4 separate regions of the Mus musculus genome follow, and regions 1, 2 and 3 are each linked to region 4. Evidence: chromatin contacts called from public Hi-C and promoter capture Hi-C data. All regions are on one chromosome and are shown on one strand. The core of a region is the stretch at or near the end of the contact, and the rest is flanking DNA. Distances in the headings are between cores, read along the strand shown.

What was found. Promoter capture Hi-C pulls out the DNA fragments that hold promoters and counts their contacts. Hi-C and Micro-C count contacts between places; a contact is called where the count stands out from the background.
Region 1: a promoter capture Hi-C map of stem cell-derived epiblast-like cells shows a contact between it and region 4, with 4 times the contacts expected there. The contact joins the promoter of Mcoln2 here to the promoter of Ccn1 in region 4. A contact is called at or near these places in 5 of 39 promoter capture datasets (embryonic stem cells, hippocampal neurons, liver and 1 more).
Region 2: a Hi-C map of embryonic fibroblasts shows a contact between it and region 4, with 2.1 times the contacts expected there. The contact joins the promoter of Col24a1 here to the promoter of Ccn1 in region 4. A contact is called at or near these places in 3 of 39 promoter capture datasets (the 3T3-L1 cell line, cranial neural crest and maxillary cranial neural crest) and 2 of 484 Hi-C or Micro-C datasets (embryonic fibroblasts and palatal mesenchyme).
Region 3: a promoter capture Hi-C map of the 3T3-L1 cell line shows a contact between it and region 4, with 4 times the contacts expected there. The contact joins the enhancer-like site here to the promoter of Ccn1 in region 4. A contact is called at or near these places in 4 of 39 promoter capture datasets (the 3T3-L1 cell line, the C10 cell line and cranial neural crest) and 1 of 15 datasets of contacts at CTCF or cohesin (the NIH/3T3 cell line).

Annotation. Positions count from the first base shown.
Region 1 is chr3:146,148,403-146,151,447 of GRCm38.p6, reverse strand. Mcoln2 (mucolipin 2) reads right to left here and starts at 1,615. Exons shown (of 14, transcript NM_026656.5): 1 at 1,442-1,615. The coding sequence starts at 1,518.
Region 2 is chr3:145,291,186-145,294,071 of GRCm38.p6, reverse strand. It overlaps Col24a1 (collagen, type XXIV, alpha 1), which reads right to left and starts at 1,600. Exons shown (of 60, transcript NM_027770.3): 1 at 909-1,600. The coding sequence starts at 964.
Region 3 is chr3:145,372,415-145,375,636 of GRCm38.p6, reverse strand. All of the region lies in intron 19 of Col24a1 (collagen, type XXIV, alpha 1), which reads right to left. Among named protein-coding and RNA genes, the nearest start is that of Gm35133, 18 kb to the left of the region's middle. Within about 2 kb of position 1,421, at least 15 of the 459 cell types and tissues checked have an H3K27ac peak or open chromatin away from gene starts, as enhancers often do.
Region 4 is chr3:145,648,323-145,651,239 of GRCm38.p6, reverse strand. It overlaps Ccn1 (cellular communication network factor 1), which reads left to right and starts at 1,255. Exons shown (of 5, transcript NM_010516.2): 1 at 1,255-1,510; 2 at 1,805-2,018; 3 at 2,363-2,707; 4 at 2,829-2,917. The coding sequence starts at 1,448. It overlaps Gm17501 (a long non-coding RNA gene), which reads right to left and starts at 1,163. Exons shown (of 3, transcript XR_003954574.1): 1 at 320-1,163.

The DNA of each region.
Region 1 (3,045 bases), core at 366-2,865, 500 kb before region 4:
CAACACAGACCTCCTGTGAGACAGTGTCTCTCACTGGCCTGGAGCTCTGAAATTAGGGCTGACTGGCTGGCTAGTGAACTTTGGGGGGGGGGGGTCCTCCTGTCTCCTGCCTGTTGTGCACTGGGATTACAGGTCCCAAGTACTGTCACCTGGCTCCAACAGTGTTCTTTGAGTTTGCAAGAAAACACCTCTGGCCGGGCGCCTTTAATCCCAGCACTTGGGAGGCAGAGACAGGGGGATTTCTGAGTTCGAGGCCAGCCTGGTCTACAGAGTGAGTTCCAGGACAGCCAGGGCTACACAGAGAAACCCTGTCTCGAAAAAAACAAAAACAAAAGAAAAGAACACACCTCTGTAGCCCCACCAACATGGTTTTATAGTTCAAAACCGGTCTTTTGAAGGTCTGAGAAGTCTATGCCACCCTTGCAGAAAAGCATCCATTCAGGTAGCCATCATAGACTAACTTCCCTATGGCTCAGTTTCCTTGCTGGCTTCAAGAACATCCTGCTAGGAAGGAGAGGCCGCTCCCTGCTCCCTTAGAAAACTTTAACAGCCCGCCACTATTTGTTTTAAGAGCAGCAAGCAGGAGCCAAAGGCCACTTTGTCCTCACCTCCCCGGCTCAATTGCGCTGCTGCAGACATTCAAACTCAGGAGAGGCCGCTTGGCAGAGCCACCTGGCTTCACTGAACGCCTTTTCATAGAGCTGGGGAAACCAGGGTTGACCACACCGCAACCCTCCCACCTAAGAAAAAGTCGGTTTGTTCCGGAAGGCAAACAATCAGCCTCATTTTTAACCGAGTGCAAGCAGTTAGCATTAGTTTGCCCGGGGTAGCAAGAACTCTAAGGTAGAGCAAACCAGGATCTTTTCAGAGTCCTGTCACCAGGAAAGAAACACACACACACACACACACACACACACACACATACACACCAAAAAACAAAAGTCATAAAACATCTGATCCCTCTCTGTCTCTCCGGGTCTCTTGCCTGGGAAAACCGTCAGTTTCAGGGCCAGCCATCCTCCTTCAGAACTTTCCAGGGCTCCCGGGACTGAAGGAGCTAGACCCATTCCCCGCCCAGAGGTTCAGTGGCCCCCAAATGAAAGCCTTAGGGGACCAAAGCCTCTTACCCTTCCAGTCAGCGCTCTGATCTCAGCCCCGGGACTTTGCGGAAAAGCGGCTGTGTGCACCCTGGTCGCTACGCGTGGCCCTGTCCTCCCGCCACGCCCCCCGCGTCCCCACCCTCGGCCGCTGACTTCCTTCAGCGCTGGGCGACCCAGGGCGCTGTCACGAAGGACTTTTGCTACGTAGCGGAGAGCCCGGACGCGAGGCAGAATGGGGTCCACGTGTGAGCTCAGGGACACCTTCTCGGCGGGAGATATTCCAGGAGGGGACGCTGGAATCCAGACGACCACCAGACATGGTCCACTGGGGGAGTACCCACCTGTGGTGGGGACCCCAAGTCAGGTCCGGGACGCGGTTCCACGCAGGCAGGTCCAGCGTCTCCTCGTCTCCGGGCATGACGTGACCCCAAATTCCCTCAGTCCCCACGGTCCCCACACCCGGCTCCGCCTACGGGTGTCTGCGAGATGCAGGTGGAGTGGACGCCCTTATAAAGGGAAGTCGTCCGGAAAGCCTGCTATGAGGCCGCCCGTCGTCCACCCCGCCCCCCTGGCCGTCCTGACCTCCTCCCTCCCGCCCCATTCCCCACCCCACCACCCCACCCCCGCCCCCAGACCTCTGACTCCTTCAAAAGTTCATTGCATTTCTTTTGAGCTCACCATGTGGCCCACACTGGCAACCAGAGCAATCCTCCGGCCTCAGCCTCCTGAGTACTAAGATTACAACAAGCACGTGCTACCAACGCTGGGATTTTGGACAAGTAAAGTGTTGGTACTGAGTTCTACCGGATGCTCCTCCCTCTTGGAATCAATAAGTTCGTGGGGATGGGTTTCTTCACTAAGGAGTCTTTATTCTGATAACTCCCTAACAAGTAGTTAGGATGACAGGGCAAGCATGTGGAAAGCAAGACCCCAGCCTCAGCCACCAAGTCAGCTTTCTGCAGCCAGTCTGCTTGACCCCTGAGTAGCCCAGAGTAGCCCACCCCAGCGGCCTCTATGCCCTTCCCCCTTGTTGCCTGAAAGCAGGGGCTTCAAGACAATTGGTTTCTATGAACCTGGCTACAGTACCCAACCTGAAGCTAGCAGGGCCTTTTGGACAGAACCGGCTCAGAGGCTCCTGTCGTCACCATGCAGTGGAGCTAACTAAACCCCTAAGTTTCCAGGCTATGTGCGTTAGGAAGTGTTCGAAAGGTCCCCATGTTTAGCTAGGGCAAAGGACAGTTTGTAGAGGATTATGTAGAAAGAGCTGGACAGAGCCTTTTGGACCCTTTGTGTAAGGTTTTTGTTTTTTGTTTTGTTTTGTTTTTTGCTTTTTGAGACAACCTCATATAACTGAGACTGGCCTCCAACTTGCTATGAAGCTGACGCTGGCCTTGAACCTGGTCCTCCTGTCTGCACCTCACAAGGGCTGTTGGTGTTGAGGAATATTCTGCCCCACCCCCACCCTTCCAAATCTACTCTGTTTTAAAAAGTCACTTTCCAAAAACTACTGGGTAAAAATGCTTGAGTTTTGTTTGTTTTTGTTTTTCCAAATTTCTTTTAGGAAATACGCTTACTGGGTATGGAAAGTCTGAGAAAGTCTGTCTGAAAAGTCACAGTGCCCACCGTACCTTCATGCTCAGGATTCTGTACACTGCCCCCTCCCCCCAGTGTAGCCAGTCCTGGGTTTGACCCCAGAATCATGGGGTGGACAGAGAGAATCCATTCCAGCAAGTCCTCTGGTCTCTGCAAGTCATGAGTGATACCTATGTGTGGGGTACACACACACACACACACACACACACACACACACACACACACGAGAGAGAGAGAGAGAGAGAGAGAGAGAGAGAGAGAGAGAGAGAGAGTGTATGTGTTCACAGACATTTGTTACTACTCCCAAGTCACATAAACAGCCACTAGCAGACGAACTCTTTCTATTTAGGTC
Region 2 (2,886 bases), core at 351-2,850, 360 kb after region 4:
TGACTTGGGCAACTTGGCCCCTGTCCTCCTCCCACCTACAACTCAGCAGCCTTCCTCCCTGTATCTCAGGGATCAGATGCAAACTTGGATAACCCACTGGCCCCTATAGGGGCACCCAGGCAGGCTGCCAACGATCCGTCAAGCCCACACTTTTCCCCAGCGTAGGGATAAGGACAGGTATGGTATCTACAGGGGAAAGAGGTCTGCCTGCACGTCCTACCCTTTCATGCCTTCCAACCCTATCCTGGCTGTGAGCACTACTTCTCCACTGACAGAACGTATGTCAGGGCTAGCTACAACTCCAGATGCGAGAGTTATGTCTGTTGGTCTTCTAAAAAAACAGAGAAAGAATTAAAAGAGGTGACCCCCTCAGATCCTCCGGCTTTCTGGGCTCTGTAGATAGGCATCCTTTCTCACCACCTAAATTTAACCCCAATCCTGTGCTTGCGGAATCCACAGGATTGCTGGTGTCCTAGCAGTCATCCAGGCTGGGTGCCCCAGACAGCTGGAAGTAGGACTTCAGCCAAAACTGAAAGAGGAAAAGGGGAGGGGGTGAGAGGATAGTTGGAGTTAGAGCCCAGGCGGGTGTCAGAGCGGCTCTGCAACCGCCTGGGGCAGTGGCCGAGGGGATGTTGGGACACAGGCCAGCAAGCTTTTCCTCCTCAGCCACAGGATTGCTTTAGCATAAACTGAGACTCGCTGGCAGAAGCTTGCTTCCTTTCAAACACGGTATTTTACAAGTTGAGAAGTCAAGAGGAGGAGGATGCCACGGCAGCTCGCAGGCTCCCTACTCCAAAAGGTACCAAGGAGCACAGATCTCCAGCTCCACTGCGGATTCAGTGGGTGGTGAGAGGGGGTTTGGTCTAAAGCCCCTTCCTCCCCCCTCGGGCGGCGGGTGGGCTACTTACGTTTCTGTGGTGGGGGAGACCTTTCCATGCCTTGTCCTGTAGGCTCCTAAATGCATTTGTATGCATTTGTCCCTGCAGCAAAGCACTAACGGAAAACAGAAGCCAGCTCCGAACTGCTAAAGGTGCAGGTACTGTCCATGAAAAGGGGGAAAATCACATGAGAACCATGCTCCTACCCGCAGAACGGAGTGTAGGGTGGGGTAAGGGATGAAGCAGTATGGGGGTAGGAAGCAGCACCCAGGGAGAAAGATAGCTAGGATGCTCCCTGCCTGACTGCAGCCGGGGTCGCTCTCCCCTGGGGGGACCAGAGGTGAGAGAGACTTCACCCTGAGGCAGTTGGGAGCAGCGGCAACAGCCAGAGCTAGGTTTCCAGAGCAGCCCTGGAGTTCACTTGCGGTTCAAAGGAGACTCCGTGACTCCAGAAGAGCTCTCTGCTTTGGGCCTGGGAGGAGAAAGGCGGGGTGGGAGGTGGGGGTGGGAAGAAGGAGATGAAAGTAGGGGAGGAAGTCCTTGGGAGCAGCCTGCGCCCAAACATTTGTCAAACAAGCACACACACCCACTTGGGAAATCAAGTTGGTGCCGAGGGGGCCGGTGGCAACTGCAGGCGCTTGACTGCCGGCTGCTTCGCCTGGAAGAAGAGGAGCCTAGTAAATCCGGCTGGTGTTAAATTTCACCGCGCACTGACTTGCAATGACGTCACTAAACACGGAGCACACCTCCCCCTCTGCCCCGCAACCTTCTTCCACCCCAGAGCTGCCCCCAGCTGCCCTGGTCCACCAACCTAGCAGGGTCAGGCTGGGCTAGCTGCACCCTGAGCTCTCAAGTGACCTTTTGCCACCCCTTGAGATGTACCCACTTCCTAGCTGTAGGTGATTTGGGGTCACTCCTTCCTCTCTCTCCCTGTACCAGTGGGTTCTCATTTCATGTGTGTCTCTTGCATGCCTCTCCATCCATCAGGCTTTTTCTTTACTATCTTTCTTCACACCTGGGATCCTCCTGAGCTCAGCTAATTTTTTATTCCTTTCCCTGCTTGGGGGGGGGGGGGTCCCAGTGGTCTTAGTAATGAAGCAGACCGGCTTCCGTTGTTGTTGCCTGTCTCTTTCTCCATTAACTGCCCTTCCCATATACTATCTCTAGTGACTTTCCTGTAATTCACCTTTCCACTTAGTCCCTGGGCCTGACTCTGTTACAAGTCTAGATTCGTACTGTGCACTCATGCAAGGACCTGCTATCACACAGCCTTACAACTTACACCTCTGATTGCTGTGACAGGCTTTCAGTCTGAGTTCCTATTTTCAGTCTTTTAATACTGGAAAGTCGAGCTTATGAATTTGCTCATAATAAAAACACTAAATATTCTCATCTAATTTTTCTGACTGATGTTTGTAAATTTAGTGAGACCCACATCTATCTATTCTTTGGCTGTCTGTTATGCTTTTAGCACCTACAACCACGTGACGTGTCTACTGAGGGAGGACCGTGTGTGACAATACCCTTTCTCTACAGTTTCTACTCTCTGCATCCTCAGCTAATGGTCTTTCCATTTGCTGAGCAGGAGCCCGCCTTGGGGCAACAGTGAAGGTTAAAGTCCAACAATGCAAAAATCTGATATTACTCTCATACCATATTTTTTCTCTAGGACTGGACTTTGATCTGCCTTCCTCTTTAATTGCTAACTGTTGATTTTGCAATGATGCTTCATTGATAGAAAAGTAACAAAATATTGGCATTCTTATAGATCCTTTCTCTGTCATGCCTCAAGTTCCCTGTAGAAACTTCTCTGCAGAGTAGGTGTGTACACCCATCAATGCATTGACAGTGGATTCTGTTTCCAAGGAACAGACTATGAAAATGTAGATCAAAGTCGAACTTATAAACCTATGTGCAGAACCACAGGAGACAGAACTCAAAGCACAGTGTAACAACTGAAATGTAAGAGCATCATACAGTATCAGCACTGTCCTAGGTAGATGTACAC
Region 3 (3,222 bases), core at 172-2,671, 280 kb after region 4:
TGAGGAGACCAAGAAGTAGGGGGTTGGGGGGAGGCTTGGTCTTATTTACTGTAATTCTCAACGATACACTGTGATTCATATTTCATGTCACACAGCCCTAGACCCTACAGAGTCTGAGGTCATGGCACTCAAATGTGTCTCTCTTGTCAGGAAACGCCATGAGGTTCCTGGAAAATCTAAAGTTATGGCTGCCCCTGGGACTCTTCGGGTTTCTTGTGGCCAAATATGAACAAACAGAAAGAAAAGTCATTCTACAAGCATGCCTAACAGACTCACAGAATTATGAGCAAGGAGACGGCTTTTACACAACAAGGCAGGAAGGAATACATGGATCACAGATGAGAACTTAGGGGCCTCGTGGTGTGTGTCCTTCAGTTATGACATTTTAGGCTATACCACCAAGTATAAAGAGGAGAGTGGAGGCTGGAGAGAGGAGATCCAGTTGTGATCCATAGCAATACAAAAGTTGCTATGGTTTCCAGCATGCATAGGAAGACTACAGGTGAGGTTTAAGTCGTGACACTATTCATGATTCCACAGTGATGCATCTGTCTAAACCTTTAAGATGTACGGTATTGAGTGACATAACACATTCGACAATATGCATGTATATGTCATAAATGTGGCAATTATTCCAAATTTTAAAAACGTTTCAAAAGGGCATTGACTGTTTTTAAAAAACATACTCAAATATATACATAATTTCTTCCTGACCCCTGCACTCACATCAGGAGAAATCACTACCTTTCCAGGGAACTTAGGGGCCAGGTGAGGATGTACTTCCAACTCTGATACTGTATTAGTTTCATCATGGTATGATTTACCATGAGAATTGAGTCAGAGACATAAGAAGCACGGGGAAGAACTCAAATAATGTCAGTTTGGAAGTCACACGAGGGCACAGCTGCAAAGCTCTAGGAAAATGTGATAAAGTTAACTCAGAAAATACTATAGTCTCAAACTTGAAAATAACACTGGGAAATCAATGTTATTTATGTGCACACGCAAAACCCACCAGCAAACATAAAGGTAGAGAAACTCTACCAAGAATTGCAACAAAAAAATATAACACTGGAGCCAGGTGTGGTGTTGGTGCACATCTTTAATTCCAGCACTTGGAAGAGAGAGCATGTGGATCTACTCTAAGATCTTAGAGTTCGAGGCCAGCCAGATCCACAGAGTTCCAGGACAGCCAGGGCTACACAGAGAAACTCTGTCTTGAAAAACCAAATAAATAAATAAATAAATAAATAAATAGGAACAAATTTACAAAGAACTATGCAAAACTATCATGTGGGAAAATTGTAAGTAATATTTCTCAAAAAAAAAGTAGAAAAGGAGATTTGGGCAAATGAAAGAAAGACAGGCATTGTTCTCGAGAAGATGACTCACTAGTGTGATCATATCAACACTCCCTTAATCTATCAGCACAGACTCTAGCCAATAAAAACAAGGATGGTATTTTTAATGAAGCTAGATAAGATGGATACTAAACTTTACATGGGAAAAATTATTCAAGGATACATGGAGAAATATTGAAAATGGGAAGCTAAGAGAACTTTTAGCCATTAAAACATTGACACAGAGCTTGTGCTGTTAGTGAGCACAGAAGCTGTCTGTGGGTAACAGTGCTAGAATAGTAGACCTCACTGCACTTTCACAAATCAGCCCTGTTCTCCCGGCTACTCTGTGCTATAGCTGTATGGGGTAGAGCTGTGAATGGCTGGCCTCTGCCATGCCATGGCTGCTACACACATGAGCTCATAGTAGCTGTGTTCTGCACAAGGTCAAGGTGGTTGAAAGTTTCAGCATTGAGGAAGGAGGGGTTTTTTCACTTCCACCCCAGCTGAGAGGCCCTTGGCAGGTGATGGCTGCTAAAGGACAGAGTCACTTTTCTTGCAGGGAAGGTGTCCAGTGTTAGGTTTCCCATGCCCTAGGGAATGACCCCACACACATGGGCATATGGGCTACTTGGACCTAGCGGGCTAAAACTGAGAGGAGGAGAAGAAGGAGGAGGAGGAGGGAGGAGGAGGAGGAACCAGACAGAGAGAGACAAAGAGATACACACACACACACACACACACACACACAGAGAGAGAGGGGGGGGGTGGGAGCAGGTTATGAAATTGGGAGGCAGACAAGAAATATGTTTGGTGGGAGTGAGGGAAGAGCTGGAGGGAGGGAATGTATACAGGTATGAAGGTTACAAAAATGTTCTAAAAGGAGTTTTAAAATAATAAAACTTAGGGAGCAAACTGGGGAGATGGCTCAGAGGTCAAGAGCACTTGAGGAGGGTTAAAAGCCTAGAAGACAAGAGTTTGAGTCCAGCACCCAAGCCACAGAGCCATAACCATCTGTCACTCCAGCTCCAGGAAATCTGACCCTTTCTACTGGCATCTGAGGGCACTTCCCATCTCCTGCATGCACATGCAGTAAATAAAAAAATACAATCTTAAAAATAAACAAATAAAAACCAATATGAAGGCGTCTAGTCCATGTGTGTGTTTCCGCTCGGTTCTAGCTTGGGATCCTCCACAGACTTAGCTACCACAGCTTTAGGTCAGATTCACCCAGGCCTCCCAGGGCTAGGCTTCTCTCCTTGCCTGCTCCTGCTCCTCCTGGACTAAATGGCAACTGGAAGGTTTTCACAGCAGAACTTACAAGTGACTTTCTTTTGTTACTTTGTATTATAAACATTGCAGAATGCTTTTTCTTTTCTTTCTGTGCCACGCTCTGCTGCAATGAGTGATACTAATAATTTAACAAGGTTGCTGGACCACAGGCCAGACAATTTCCAGGCAGAGACTTGGGGAATGCTCTGACTTTCCCCCAAGCCCAATGCCTTCCTAGTTTGGCAATGGTTCCATCCAGTCCAAATGAAGGTACTTGAGTGGTAAAGAATGGGAAGATAAAATGTGTTCATTGTCATTACAGTTTTTACTCTTTGAGGGAGCACTTGGGGGCACTGAAGGGTTTCTGTTCACACTAGCTTTGTGCCTATGTGTCCACACTGCCCTCAGCCCGCCCTCCCTCCCTCCCTCCCTCCCTCCCTCCCTCCCTCCCTCCCTCCCTCCCTCCCTCCCCCTTCCCCAACTTCCATTTTGCCCTAGTGTTACATATATTTTATAACTCTCTTTTAACTCTCTCCTTCCACCTTAACCTCCACTTAAACCTTCTTTCTTCCTTCTTATTGTCTTGTCTCCAGTTCCCTACCCTATCCTC
Region 4 (2,917 bases), core at 6-2,505:
CTCTATTACAGTGTTGCCTTCTAAATCCCTCATGTCTCGGAACTTGGAGGGAGCCACTGCACTACCCTTGAAAAAGAAGGCTTCTAAGTGATCCAAAACAAAGGAGTTAAACACATGGACGGGCCCAGACACACACACACACACACACACACACACACACACACTCACACACACGGGGGGGGGGCAAACAAATACACACAGCGAGACACATAGGGGGCGGTGGGGGAGGGTGTCTGCAAACACCCCGAGTCTTTTTTCCAGCTATCCACAGGGCACAATGGTCCTGTTAGAATCTGTTTTGTCCCGGTAGCTTTTGCACCTGGTGATTTCAGGACAAGTCACTCCACGGTGGTCTCCTCCGCTTCTGCTTTGGCTGCTCAGTTTCCACCGCCGCCAGTCCAGGGAGAGAGGCCAGGAGGGTTGACCCGGCCTCCGGCATCCGTGAGGAAGTGGACGTCAGGCTCCGGGAGAACTCTGCACTCGTTTCCTCTTGGATTTCCAATGCAGGCAGTGGGCTGGAACTAAAACTGGGAACCTCCAAAAACAAACAAGTACAACATACCAAAAAAAAGGGGGAGGGATGAGGGAAGACCTCTGGCTGGAAATATGCCAGCGAAGAGGGAAGCTTCCCTCCCCCCCCCCATTCATAAATGCCACTCCGGGTATTAATTTGCAATACACTTCTCTTGGCTAATAAACATCATGCCAAAGCTTTGGGACTTGATCCGAGCATGCCTCTTTGAAGTCCACAAATAGATCCCTGGCTTAGAAACCAACTCCCCCTCCCCTTTGGACTCTCAGTAGATAACTTTACTCTCACCTTGGTTGTAAACAAGCAAACAGCTCGCTGCCTTTCCCGGTAGGCATCACCAAACAAAACCACTTTTGTTCCTCTGTCTCCCGCCCTCCCATGTCTAGGCAAAGATCTGAAGGGTTCACACCAACACATACACCACGCCCCCCCCCCCCATATACCCTCTTCAATCAAAATCATCACCCTCGCGCCCCAAGCATCCCGCCCTCCCCAAAGGAAGTTGTTATTTAAAGTGGAAAAAAACGAACTTTTTTTTCTCTCTGATGGATCTGAGAAGAGGGGGGAAAAGGTGCAACGGAGCCAGGGGAGGTGCTTGGCAGCAGCCCGCGCCAACCAACATTCCTGAGATGTTTGAGAATTCTAGAACGCGCCGACAGAGCTACGTCACTGCAACACGCGGCGCCTAGGCAGGCATTATAAAGGGCGGGCTCCCGGCGCTGGGGCAGACCGTGAGCGAGAGCGCCCCAGAGAAGCGCCTGCAATCTCTGCGCCTCCTCCGCCAGCACCTCGAGAGAAGGACACCCGCCGCCTCGGCCCTCGCCTCACCGCACTCCGGGCGCATTTGATCCCGCTGCTCGCCGGCTTGTTGGTTCTGTGTCGCCGCGCTCGCCCCGGTTCCTCCTGCGCGCCACAATGAGCTCCAGCACCTTCAGGACGCTCGCTGTCGCCGTCACCCTTCTCCACTTGACCAGACTGGTGAGTTGGATTTTTTTTTTTAACCACTGCTTCCCGGTCTGCCCTCATCGATTCCTTTCCCCGGGCCATGATCTTTCACCGCAGGGAAAGTTAGACTGAAAAGTTCGGAGGTAGCTGTTGCTTTATGCCCAGGGGGCCTCTTCCTGGGACGCAGCCGCTGGGGTGGTCAGGCTGCCGGGACGCGATCGAGACACTTCTGGTGGACGGAGCCCCACAGCCAGACCTAGGCTCAGGGCAGTTTACGTGCCTCCCCGAGCAATGCAAAGCAATCTCACGCGCTTCTCCCTCTTGCAGGCGCTCTCCACCTGCCCCGCCGCCTGCCACTGCCCTCTGGAGGCACCCAAGTGCGCCCCGGGAGTCGGGTTGGTCCGGGACGGCTGCGGCTGCTGTAAGGTCTGCGCTAAACAACTCAACGAGGACTGCAGCAAAACTCAGCCCTGCGACCACACCAAGGGGTTGGAATGCAATTTCGGCGCCAGCTCCACCGCTCTGAAAGGGATCTGCAGAGGTAAGAGGCTTGTGGTTTGGCCCCTTTAAAAAAAATAATAGTCCCCATAGTCCAGAAGTTTAGTAATTTTGAGACCATGTATGGTGGACGCTTTGTTGATGGTAGCTTGGCAGAAAGGCACATGATTTCAGCAGTCTGGAATGCAATTCAGAGTGTCTGGGCCCAACGAAAAGCGCATACGGAAAAGTGATTCCTGACTAACTTATTGTTCAGCTCTGGAGTCTCGGGGGAACTGTAGGGAACTTTACCATACATTGAATTGAACAGCGGAAAATATGTATGAGTTTCAGCCTGTGGCGGCGAATCTTAACCTTCTCCTCTCTCTCTTTTGGTCGTCTTTGCAGCTCAGTCAGAAGGCAGACCCTGTGAATATAACTCCAGAATCTACCAAAACGGGGAAAGCTTCCAGCCCAACTGTAAACACCAGTGCACATGTATTGATGGCGCCGTGGGCTGCATTCCTCTGTGTCCCCAAGAACTGTCTCTCCCCAATCTGGGCTGTCCCAACCCCCGGCTGGTGAAAGTCAGCGGGCAGTGCTGTGAAGAGTGGGTTTGTGATGAAGACAGCATTAAGGACTCCCTGGACGACCAGGATGACCTCCTCGGACTCGATGCCTCGGAGGTGGAGTTAACGAGAAACAATGAGTTAATCGCAATTGGAAAAGGCAGCTCACTGAAGAGGCTTCCTGGTAAGTGGATATAGAGTCCTTAAGACACTGTGCAGAAATGCTTTCTTGGTCTGCAACTTTGTAGAAACCAGTGTGTGTATGCAAGCATCTAAGAAGCCTTCCATTTCCTTTATCTTTCTAGTCTTTGGCACCGAACCGCGAGTTCTTTTCAACCCTCTGCACGCCCATGGCCAGAAATGCATCGTTCAGACCACGTCTTGGTCCCAGTGC